2 separate regions of the Arachis hypogaea genome follow, and region 1 is linked to region 2. Evidence: chromatin contacts called from public Hi-C data. All regions are on one chromosome and are shown on one strand. The core of a region is the stretch at or near the end of the contact, and the rest is flanking DNA. Distances in the headings are between cores, read along the strand shown.

Evidence for each region. Hi-C and Micro-C count contacts between places; a contact is called where the count stands out from the background.
Region 1: a contact with region 2 is called in a Hi-C map of an unstated tissue, with 4 times the contacts expected there. The contact joins the promoter of LOC112696586 here to the promoter of LOC112696583 in region 2. A contact is called at or near these places in 4 of 8 Hi-C or Micro-C datasets (leaf and an unstated tissue).

What each region holds. Positions count from the first base shown.
Region 1 is chr6:47,236,419-47,241,076 of arahy.Tifrunner.gnm2.J5K5, reverse strand. It overlaps LOC112696586 (ras-related protein RABC2a), which reads right to left and starts at 2,825. Exons shown (of 7, transcript XM_025749406.3): 1 at 2,045-2,825; 2 at 1,727-1,971; 3 at 1,365-1,433; 4 at 1,090-1,155; 5 at 342-463. The coding sequence starts at 1,865.
Region 2 is chr6:46,989,212-46,994,565 of arahy.Tifrunner.gnm2.J5K5, reverse strand. It overlaps LOC112696583 (phosphatidylinositol 4-phosphate 5-kinase 9), which reads right to left and starts at 3,040. Exons shown (of 9, transcript XM_025749403.3): 1 at 2,781-3,040; 2 at 1,013-2,329; 3 at 153-320. The coding sequence starts at 2,229.

The sequences.
Region 1 (4,658 bases), core at 1,576-4,075, 250 kb before region 2:
GAAATAAAAATAATTTATGAAATCTAAGAAGACAAATAAGAAATTTAGATTATAAATAATTTAGGCATATGGAAGACAAGACTTCTTATTTCCCGTGACCTTAATAGTTAATAATAAGAAATTCAGATTATATTGGTCTAGTAGTAGATATAATTTTTGACAGGAGATGTTATCTGATCTGTGTCGCTGATCCCATCTAATGGGAAAAGGTTTAGTTGTTGTACCCGAATATAGTAAGATCAGAACCAAAAATCTTATGGTATTCCATTAACCAATTTCTCAACCAGCTTACTTAGATATATTATCAAGCACAATAGTAAAATGTAAAAGCATGGACTTACTCTGTCAACTTTGTTTCCAACTAGTATCTTCACACAATCTTGATTAGTTGAATAGAGTTCCAATTCCTTAGACCACACTTCCGATAAGTTCGTGAAGGTTTCTCTCCTCGTGACATCGTAAACTTAACAGAGACAATGGGGAAAAAAGCTCAAAGGAATTTGTAAATAGAAAGCTTTGAATAACATAACTTAAGCATATGCATATCTTATCTTACAAACTGATGGTTCCGGAAAGATCTCAATAACCCCATAAAACATCAGCTTAACAAATTCTTAATGCCAAAAAAAAACACAAAACACAATAGGATAAAATATGTTGCTGTCGCAAACTATGAAGCAAACTTGAGGAGACACTGCTTACCCTGGTTGCTATTGTAAAGGCCTAATTATAGGAATCGGAGTTTGAAGAAGGGGAAGGAGACCTTGAACAGGAACAAATGGAGGAGACTTTTGTTTGGAAACCTCAAAACCATGGTTGGATTTTCAAACAAAAAGCCTACACATGTTACTGATAATTGTTGTCACTACATAAGTTAATTTACTACATATATTTAACTCAAAATCCTAAAAGCAACCCCCTAATACTGCTTTCCACCGGGGTTCAAATAAATATTGTAATTCCTAATAAATTCTAAATTTTGAAGTTTTGTATCCAGCATCCTTCTATTCTAAGAAATGCCAAGAGCATCAACAAAACAAGTTTTAAATTCGAAAATTTTCACATATATAAAATCATTTTAGCATTTACCGAGAATGATTCCTTGCGCTCCTCTGTAATAAGAACTCGTTAGAGTCCTAAACCTTTCCTGCCCAGCTGCAATAGATGTCATGTTATTTCAAGTCAATATCTTCACTTTAATTTATTCATTTATGTCAATCCACAATCCATTCAAAAGAAAGATTCTTAGGGGCATTTTACTTTATCTGTCTAAACTTTGAACCCAATTTACTTTCTGTTAGAAATTAAGGTCTGATGTTCAAGAAACGGAAGCATAAAATTTGATTTGAAGTACGATAATTTACCAGTATCCCAAATTGTAAGCTTTAACCTCTTCCCAGCCACTGTCAACACCTTGATCTTAAAATCAACACCTGAGGATATCATAGAATTAAAAATTATATCATCTCAAACCTCAAATCAAATTGTTTATAGATTTATAGAGCAGTTAACTTATGCACAATGACATAATAAATGCAATGTAACTTGTCAACTGAAACTCAATTGAAAATCACAAATTTGACACTCAAAAACTTCAATAGTGCCAGTGAAAATGACAGATGGGCAAGAATGAGACAATGCTAAATACTAACAGTGTCTTTTTCTTCATGATGAACAAACAGAAATAAAGGGTAATAGGTAGTGACAATAATGAAAATGAAATCACCAATTGTTGGTGCAAGATCTTCAACAGAGTTGGAAATGAAGGTAACAAGAAGGCTACTTTTTCCAACACCAGAATCACCAATCAACAAGATCTTGAAGGAGAGATCATAGCCACTGCTCTGGCCTGAGGATGAACTCATTCTGTGACACAATGCTTATGTGTGTGTGCTTGTCACTGACTCCAAAAAAGTTGAGTGAAAGGAACTTGTGCTAGTTCAGGAGGAAGAAAGTAGAGAAAGAGAAAGCCTGAAATAGCAAAAAGGGTGTGTTTGAGAGAAGCCAAAGAAAAGAAAAATTAATCAAATAATGCAACGCTAACCTGTAAAAAATGCAATGGGGCATAACTCCAGTAACATGTTTCATTTATTTGCTGTTTTATGAGAGAAGGAAATAAGGAAATAACGAAATATTCAAAAAAAATTGGTGTTTTCTCATTGGATTTTACGTATTTTTTAAAACTACGGAGCAAGACAATCCGCTTTTCTTATATTTACAATATCTCCTATTATATTGTATATTATAATATACAATACAATGCGGGTATATTATCATGTTTCCACAATTTTAAAAAATATTATAAAATTCAGTGATTGAGTATTACACAAAAATTATACCAATACATAAAAAAATAAACGTCATTTTTCTTTTTTTTGTCATGAAAATATTCAAACGTTGAAAATTTTAATAATAAAATATTTAATTTTACAATATTTGATGATATTAACATCTTTCATAAGTAGAAATTTCAGTCCTCAATTCTTTTGTAGGTTCATAATTAATTATTTCTTTTAAAAATAATAATATCTAAAACATTGTGTCAACTTTATAGTATTTACCAAAATTTTAAGAATAAAAGGGAAGGAAAAATTGAAATATGACCGCAGCAAAATTTAAAGTTAGCAGGTCAGGATCATACACAAGTATGCAACCTTTGCTTGAATTCAAGAAAAAAAAAAAGGAAAAAATATCACCTGTGATGAGCAAACAGATATTTAAAAAAAATAATACTTAACATAGACCAACGTATATATTCTTTCTTTTATGATTAGATCTGTTACTTTTTTTTTTCTCTTCTTCATCTCATGTTTTGGTTTCTTTCTTCTGTTCCAAGCCTTATGCGGTGCCGTTTTTTAAGGAGTACAAGGTTGCTGTCCCCACGTGCGGTGAAGGGATTGGATTGGTGTGGTTTTCTCTGAAAGCAATGCTATTCAACCTGGTCCAAGCAAAGCATTTTTATTTATTTATTGTTTAAACAAACAAACAAACCAAAATGGAGGTAATTAAGTTACTTTGGTTTATGAGTTCAACCTTCAATCTTATTGCTTTTGTCTCTCCACTTAATCATTTATAACACGTTACTGTTCCCTCTTATGCTGCCAAAATAAGGGAATGCTAGCTGCCACTTGGTTATACTTAGCTGTTTATTGATTCTTGCCTCTCGTCCATTGTTCCATTCTCCTCTTCAAAATAATTAAACTTTTTAACATTGCTGTAACATTCACACAAAAATGTAAAAAAATATTAGTATACACTAAAATTTAACCGCCAAATTAATTATCCATTTGAATATAGCACACATATTTGTTGCATATTGTGTATTCTAATATATCTTTATATGAATAACTAATTCACTAGCTAATAGCTAATCTTTAGTATTGACAAAGGAAAAATGTCGGTAAAGATTTTTATATAAATATCCGTTACAAGTATAGTTCTAAACCGACAATTAGATCTCAATCAATATTTAAATTGTTTGTCACTTAAGTAAATCCAATAAAATTAACCGAAGTATTTAGACCTCGGGTCGTCTTTTAAGGAATTGCAGGGAAGTATGACTATTATTGGTTATGAAAAAATATATTTTTGGATTTTGTAACGAAAAACAAGAAAGTAAAAATGGCAAGAAAATAAAGCAACAACTACAAAAACTCTTAGCAAGGAAAGAGGATTAGAAATCCTATCCTTATTATCATTATCTATTATGATGATAAATATGAATTGCCTTCACTTAGTTAACCTCTAACCAATGGAGGAAAGTCAAGTGCATACAATCAACTTAAGTTCATAAGTCTTAGTCAACACATAGTGAAAGGCTAGCTTTTGTGAAGTTCAAGCTAACCGGCAATCTTTAATTACCAATCAACAAAAGATTTTTGATAACTCAAGAGTCTTTAATTGATCAATCCAAGTTAAGAACATAAAAATCTATTTTAAAATTCAACTAAACATTTTATCAAACACTTGGAAGGCATAAAATAAGAACATAGAAAATTAACAAAGAATATTAAATCTAAACAACAAATTGCAAGCATCAATGACTAACAATTAAAGAGAGTAAAACATGGAAAACATAAATTGTATTAAAAGAAATCTAACGGGACAAGAGTTCATAAACATAAAAATGGCGAAAAAGGAAAATTTACAAGAGAAGAAGATGAACTAAAGTGCTTAAACAAATAAAAGTAAGAGAAAACTAAATTAAAGGAAGATTGAACCTGAACCTAAAGAGAAATTGAAAGAAGAAACCCTAAACCTAGAGAGAAGAGTCTAGAAAACTACATTCAAAACCTAATGTGTGGATGAAAAGTGAATGAATGGATCTCCCCTTCCAGCTTCACTCTGTAGCCTCTCATCTGTATTTTCGGGCCTGAAACTGGGTCAAAAGTAGCCCAAAAATTGCCCCCAGCGAATTCGCTTTACTGAGGCACGTGACGCTCGTCACTCGTACGTATCAGCCATGCGTACGCGTCGCTGAACAAATTTCTGATCACACATACACGTCATCCACACGTACGCATCGCTTGCCTGCTGCACCAGTCACGCGTACGCGTCACCCATGCGTACGCGTTGCTGCCAGCTTCTTAAATACTTGATTTCTTGTGTTCCTTTCACTTTTGCATGCTTCTTTTCTATTCTCTAAACCATTCATTCCT
Region 2 (5,354 bases), core at 1,791-4,290:
TTCTGGATATACAAGAAACCAGAAACAACTACTTAATTATAGAGCCAGAGAAACTTGAAACAACTAGGATAAATTTACATGCATCACAAGTCAACATATGAACACAGACCATATGAAAGAAATTGATACCAAAATGAGCATAAATCACTAACCTAAACACCATTGGGCAGTAATCTTTCCATCTAAAATCATCTGACTGATGCGGAGGGGTTAATTGAGAACCTTCTTTTGGGAAATTCATCCAAAAGCTTGCTTTGCTACCAAAATCCGATGCTCGCACTTCTCTACTCTTTACAGGCGTAATCTTGCCCACAGTATACCTAGCCATATTGAAAATTTTGCTTAAAAATATTAAGGAAAATATATGCAGAAGTATATTTAACTTCAAACTTCAGGTGCATTAAGAAACAAGTTATCTTAGTCCCACTGTAAAATTTATGAAATAAAATCATGAGGCATTTGTTCATTGAAGATGAAACATCTTATAGCAGTCATGTAATTCCTCTCATATGACTATTGGTGCCATACACGTTAGACCTCTATGCTCTAATATGTGATCCAAAGAAGAACAAAAGGAATTTCAAATAAGGGAACAAGGAACATAAATGTCCTTAATTATTAGAACCATCAATCATGTCATAATCCTAACTCTATAACTTTATTATGGCCTTTGAAGGTGGTTTCCTCTAGAAAATGTTACCATGTCCATTAGAATATAGAAATAAAAGCACACAGATCCGAGCGGAGAAAAGAAAGAACAATAGAATTGGAAAAAGATCTTGTAAAGTGAAGAAATTGATAAAGTGGTAAAGTAAGGGGGGTTAATCAGTATTGAATTTATAACTTCAATCATTTGTGAGACTTACTATCTTAATTTGATTAGACACTTATTTTCTCACTTTACCAATCTCCAAATTTTAGAGGAGCTTGATCCAATAGAATTATCACTTGCAACAAATGATAACTAATAAAGAAGATTGAGTTTGCTAAAAGTTAAAATGGTTAGTTATACCTTATTCCAAGTTGCAGACTGAGCATCAGATCATAACTCCTGTGACCTTTGATGATTGCTTCACCAGGTCTTTTTATCTCTCTTGCAAACTTTCTTTGTCGACGCCTAGCCCTTCTAGACATGGATGTAAACATATCATTCAACACTACTTCACTTATTAATACGCCTTGCATGTACTCTCGTTCCAAGATTGGGATCTTCGAATTAACCTCTTTGTTTATATCGAATGCAGAATCATGTCCAATCACTTTCTCAATTGATACCTCAAGACTCCAACGCCTTTCAAGAGAAACATTTGTTCTACTAGACTGGTCCAGATTTAACAGGTTTCCCTTTGCAAGTTTATGAGGCGAAACACGACTGGATCTCTGATTCTCACGAAGCTTGACATCTCCAACCTGGCTCTGCTTTCTCAAATCCGGCAAAAGCCCTCTTTTCCGCAAAGCTTTGAGGTAGATTTCTTGTACGGATGGAAGACCGCTGCCTTTAGGATAAAAAGTTCCTTTACCATCTTTTAGACCGAGTGACCAAGTCCCAACATAGCAGCCTCCATCACTCCAGGTGTATACTCCAAACCCATGCATCATGCCATTCAACCAATTTCCTTCAAATGAATCCCCGGTTATCCATGTTAGAGTACCTTTCCCCAACATCGTCCCGCCTTTCATATTCCCCAAATATACATTCCCATTTGCCCATGTATACTTCCCAGGCCCCTCTGGTGTTCCTCTTATCCAAGAGCCTTCAAAGATATCTCCATCCGGATAAACTTGGTAACCAAGACCGTGCTTAAGATTCAATCTCCACCGCCCTTTATAGGTCAACTTATCCGAACCAATATATGTTCCGGTACCATGGACATATCCACCAGAGAATTCACCCTCATACACTGCTCCAGAAGGCCATCTAATTTTCCCAATACCATTTCTCATACCCCGTCTCCATTCGCCCTCGTAGACGCATCCATCGGACCAGACATACACACCATGGCCCTCGGGCATATTGCCAAGAAGTGAACCACAATATGTTTCTCCATTAGGAAGCAAGAGTTCTCCAACTCGAAACCCAACGATTTCAGAGGAATGATCAGCTTCACCATTCGTCCATATAGATAAGTGATCCGATTCGGAAATGGCATCAAGAGATTTGGTTCTGTCAGCACAAGAAACTGCTCCTCCATCCAAATGATCAGCAACTATGGCCACAGGGCCAGACATGCATAATGACCGAAAGGAAGATTTCCTTGCAGAAATTAAAAGTATCCCAATACCTCAACAGCTAAAATATAAGAATAGTTGCATAACTTGCCTTGAAAGTCTGAAACAGAAGAAGAGGAGCCAGAAAAAAAATTACATCAAGTAATTAAAAATATTTTACTACTCAACTAAGAAGACACAGAGATTGCCTAGAAATCCAATAGCTTGTTAGATTTTATAAAAACAAAGTTTTAAAAGAAAAATAAAGGACAGACCACAACTCCAAAGAATACATAACATATTATATAAGAAAGAAAGTTAGAACGGATTTTCTCATAATGGAAGGTCTGCATTTTGTTCATTTCAGAAAATGGAAAGGACAAATAAAGCAGTATATATCAGAAAAGACAGATTTTGTATTGGAATATTTAGAAAGTTGAAATAAGAAAAAGGCGGTTACATAATTGATCATAACATAGTCAAACATGATTCGTGAACGGAAATGGTAGCCATAAATGGAAAAGAAAAAGTTCAACACAGTGGAGGAAGCAAGAGAGAAGAGAGAAGAGAACCCTGAAACTTGAATGAATGAGAATGAAAAACGTTAAAATTGATGTTGAAGATTGCGAAAAAGTTTCAACTTTCAACCGTGAAATTGTGGCCTTTGTTCACAACCATAAACACCCAAAGATTAAGAGCTTAATTACTAATCTTAATCTATCTCCTCTTTCTTTTCATTTATATCTTTGTTTATTAAGAAGGAAGATTATTACACCAACACCAACATTTTTATGGCGACAACATTATTGTTGTTATTAAGCTTTTGTACAATAAAAAGAAATGACAAAATTTAAATTTTCTTTCTTAAATATATACTCCAAACTAAATTTTTTGGGCTTTCTTAAATAAATAAATAAATAAATTTATTTTTTCAAAGTTAAGGAGTGAAACTCGAACTCTTGAGGGTTTTAGGTGAAGAAGGGAGACTATTTTGAATAGAGTTTCATTTTAAATATTTGATACGTGTAAAATATTTTATACAGTAATATAATCACATCTGTTCTTTTAGATAACCATTCAATAAAAATAGTAATTACTTTTGATGAGGTGATATTATATAATTAGATATTCGTATAAAATTATTTTATCATGTGATAGTACATCAAAATTAAATTATTTAAATAAATGTATTAGTATTTACATTTTTGCCTAGTACGTAACAAATTCGTTGTTCTTGACTGCGAAATCAAAGAAGAAAGCAATTTTGCATGTGCTGCATGAGAAATAGTGGAAGAAAGTCTCAAAAGCTATTTAACAGTATTGTTATTTTTATGTTTGGTAAATATTTTACTTGAGTAGAAAGTGAAAGTAGCTGAAAGGATAAAAAAGTAAAACGACAAAGAAAAAGAAAAGAAAAGAAAAGAAAAGGAGTAAGAATGAACTAATAATGCACAGTATTAACATTAATTAATTGAATAAGAACAAATATATAACCAGAACATTTGAATGATGATAGTTTATTGTGAATTGGAATTTCATTTAAAAATTTGTTATTGGCCAATAAATTATTGTAAGTATAAGATTAAATTTGAATTTTCCATACTTGTTTATACAAAAGGAGCCACTCAGATAAAGACGTTTAAAATATTTTTTTAAAGATATTTTTTAATAATTAAAATTTAACCTATGTAATTAATTAAACTGTATTATATATATATATATATATATATATATATATATATATATATATATATATATATTGAAAACGCTAAATCTTAACCTCTTGATGGCTTAGAGAGAAGAGAATGGTTAGGATTTAGGTTCTTAAAATTAATATATATAATAAGAGTATTTTGTCATTTTTTATAATAAGGATATTATAGTTATTTTTTATTAAAAAAATCGTAATTTAGACCGGTTTAAGATTTAAATCATCTATTTTTGGTCAAATCAATTTGTCTGATCTAATTTTGACAAAAATAACACGATTTAATCAATTATATATATTGAATTTTAATTACTATAAAACATCTTTAAAAATAGATGTTTTAAATGTCTTTATCTAAGTGATCAATTAGTGAGTTATCCACTAGATCAACCTAACTTGGTTAATAAATATATTTTTAATCATAAATATGTTGTATTATTTGAATATAGATAAGGAATATATAATAAAATTAGAATTTAGAGTTTAGAATTAATACTTTATTTAAATTTAAATTAAAAAATTAGGTTTTAGGTTCTCCTGACTAATCTTTTATTTTTATTTTAAAATTAAAATTAGATCAATTTGATTTTAGGTTTTGTTTACAAATCTTTTATTATGGAATTGATAGTAGAAATATTAGGTTTTAAAATTGATTGGGTATCTTTCATTTTAGTTTAAAATAAAAAAATTTAGGATAGTGTTTGGTTATAAATTGTACTTATTTTTATAATTGTACAAAGTTAAAGGGTCTTTTTTTTTTAAAAAAAAGACCCAGTAAAAAAGTCGTTTGATCTCTTGTTGCATATGTAAAGGAGACTATTTTTACTAACGTTGCGCGAACTAAAAATTTTCACTTAGACTATTCGCTCCTGTTTATTTTTGTTGAGAGATGACATCCTAAGAAACATATATTCCACATGTCATCGGTAAATGTATTATTACCCAAAAATACAATACTTATCAACTTGGCCTACGGACATATAGGGAATCGGTAGTAAAAAAGCTCTCAATTAGATTTAAACAATATCAACAACAATAGAAATTCAAAATTTATATTTTAGTTAAAATTTTTAAAAAAATATGAGTTTATAAACATATAAATTTAAAACGGAACAATTAATAATTTTCTAAAATTTATTAAAATCATCAAAATTCATTAAATTATTTCCAAGATTTTTTATGTTAATTAGTTTTTTAAAGTAGCATACACTATAAGAAAAATGCTAATTGTCGTCGAATTTATCGATGGATTTACTAAAAAAATAGCCAGTAATATATTTACCATCGAAATAAGTCCGACGGAATAAATTTTGCCAGTAATTATTTACCGGCAGATTTTTTCGTCGCCACTAATTACTGTCGAAAATTTTTCATTGGTAATTTTTCCCGTCGGTTTTCTCCCGATAAATCGAACGGTAAACTTAAATTTTAAATTTTT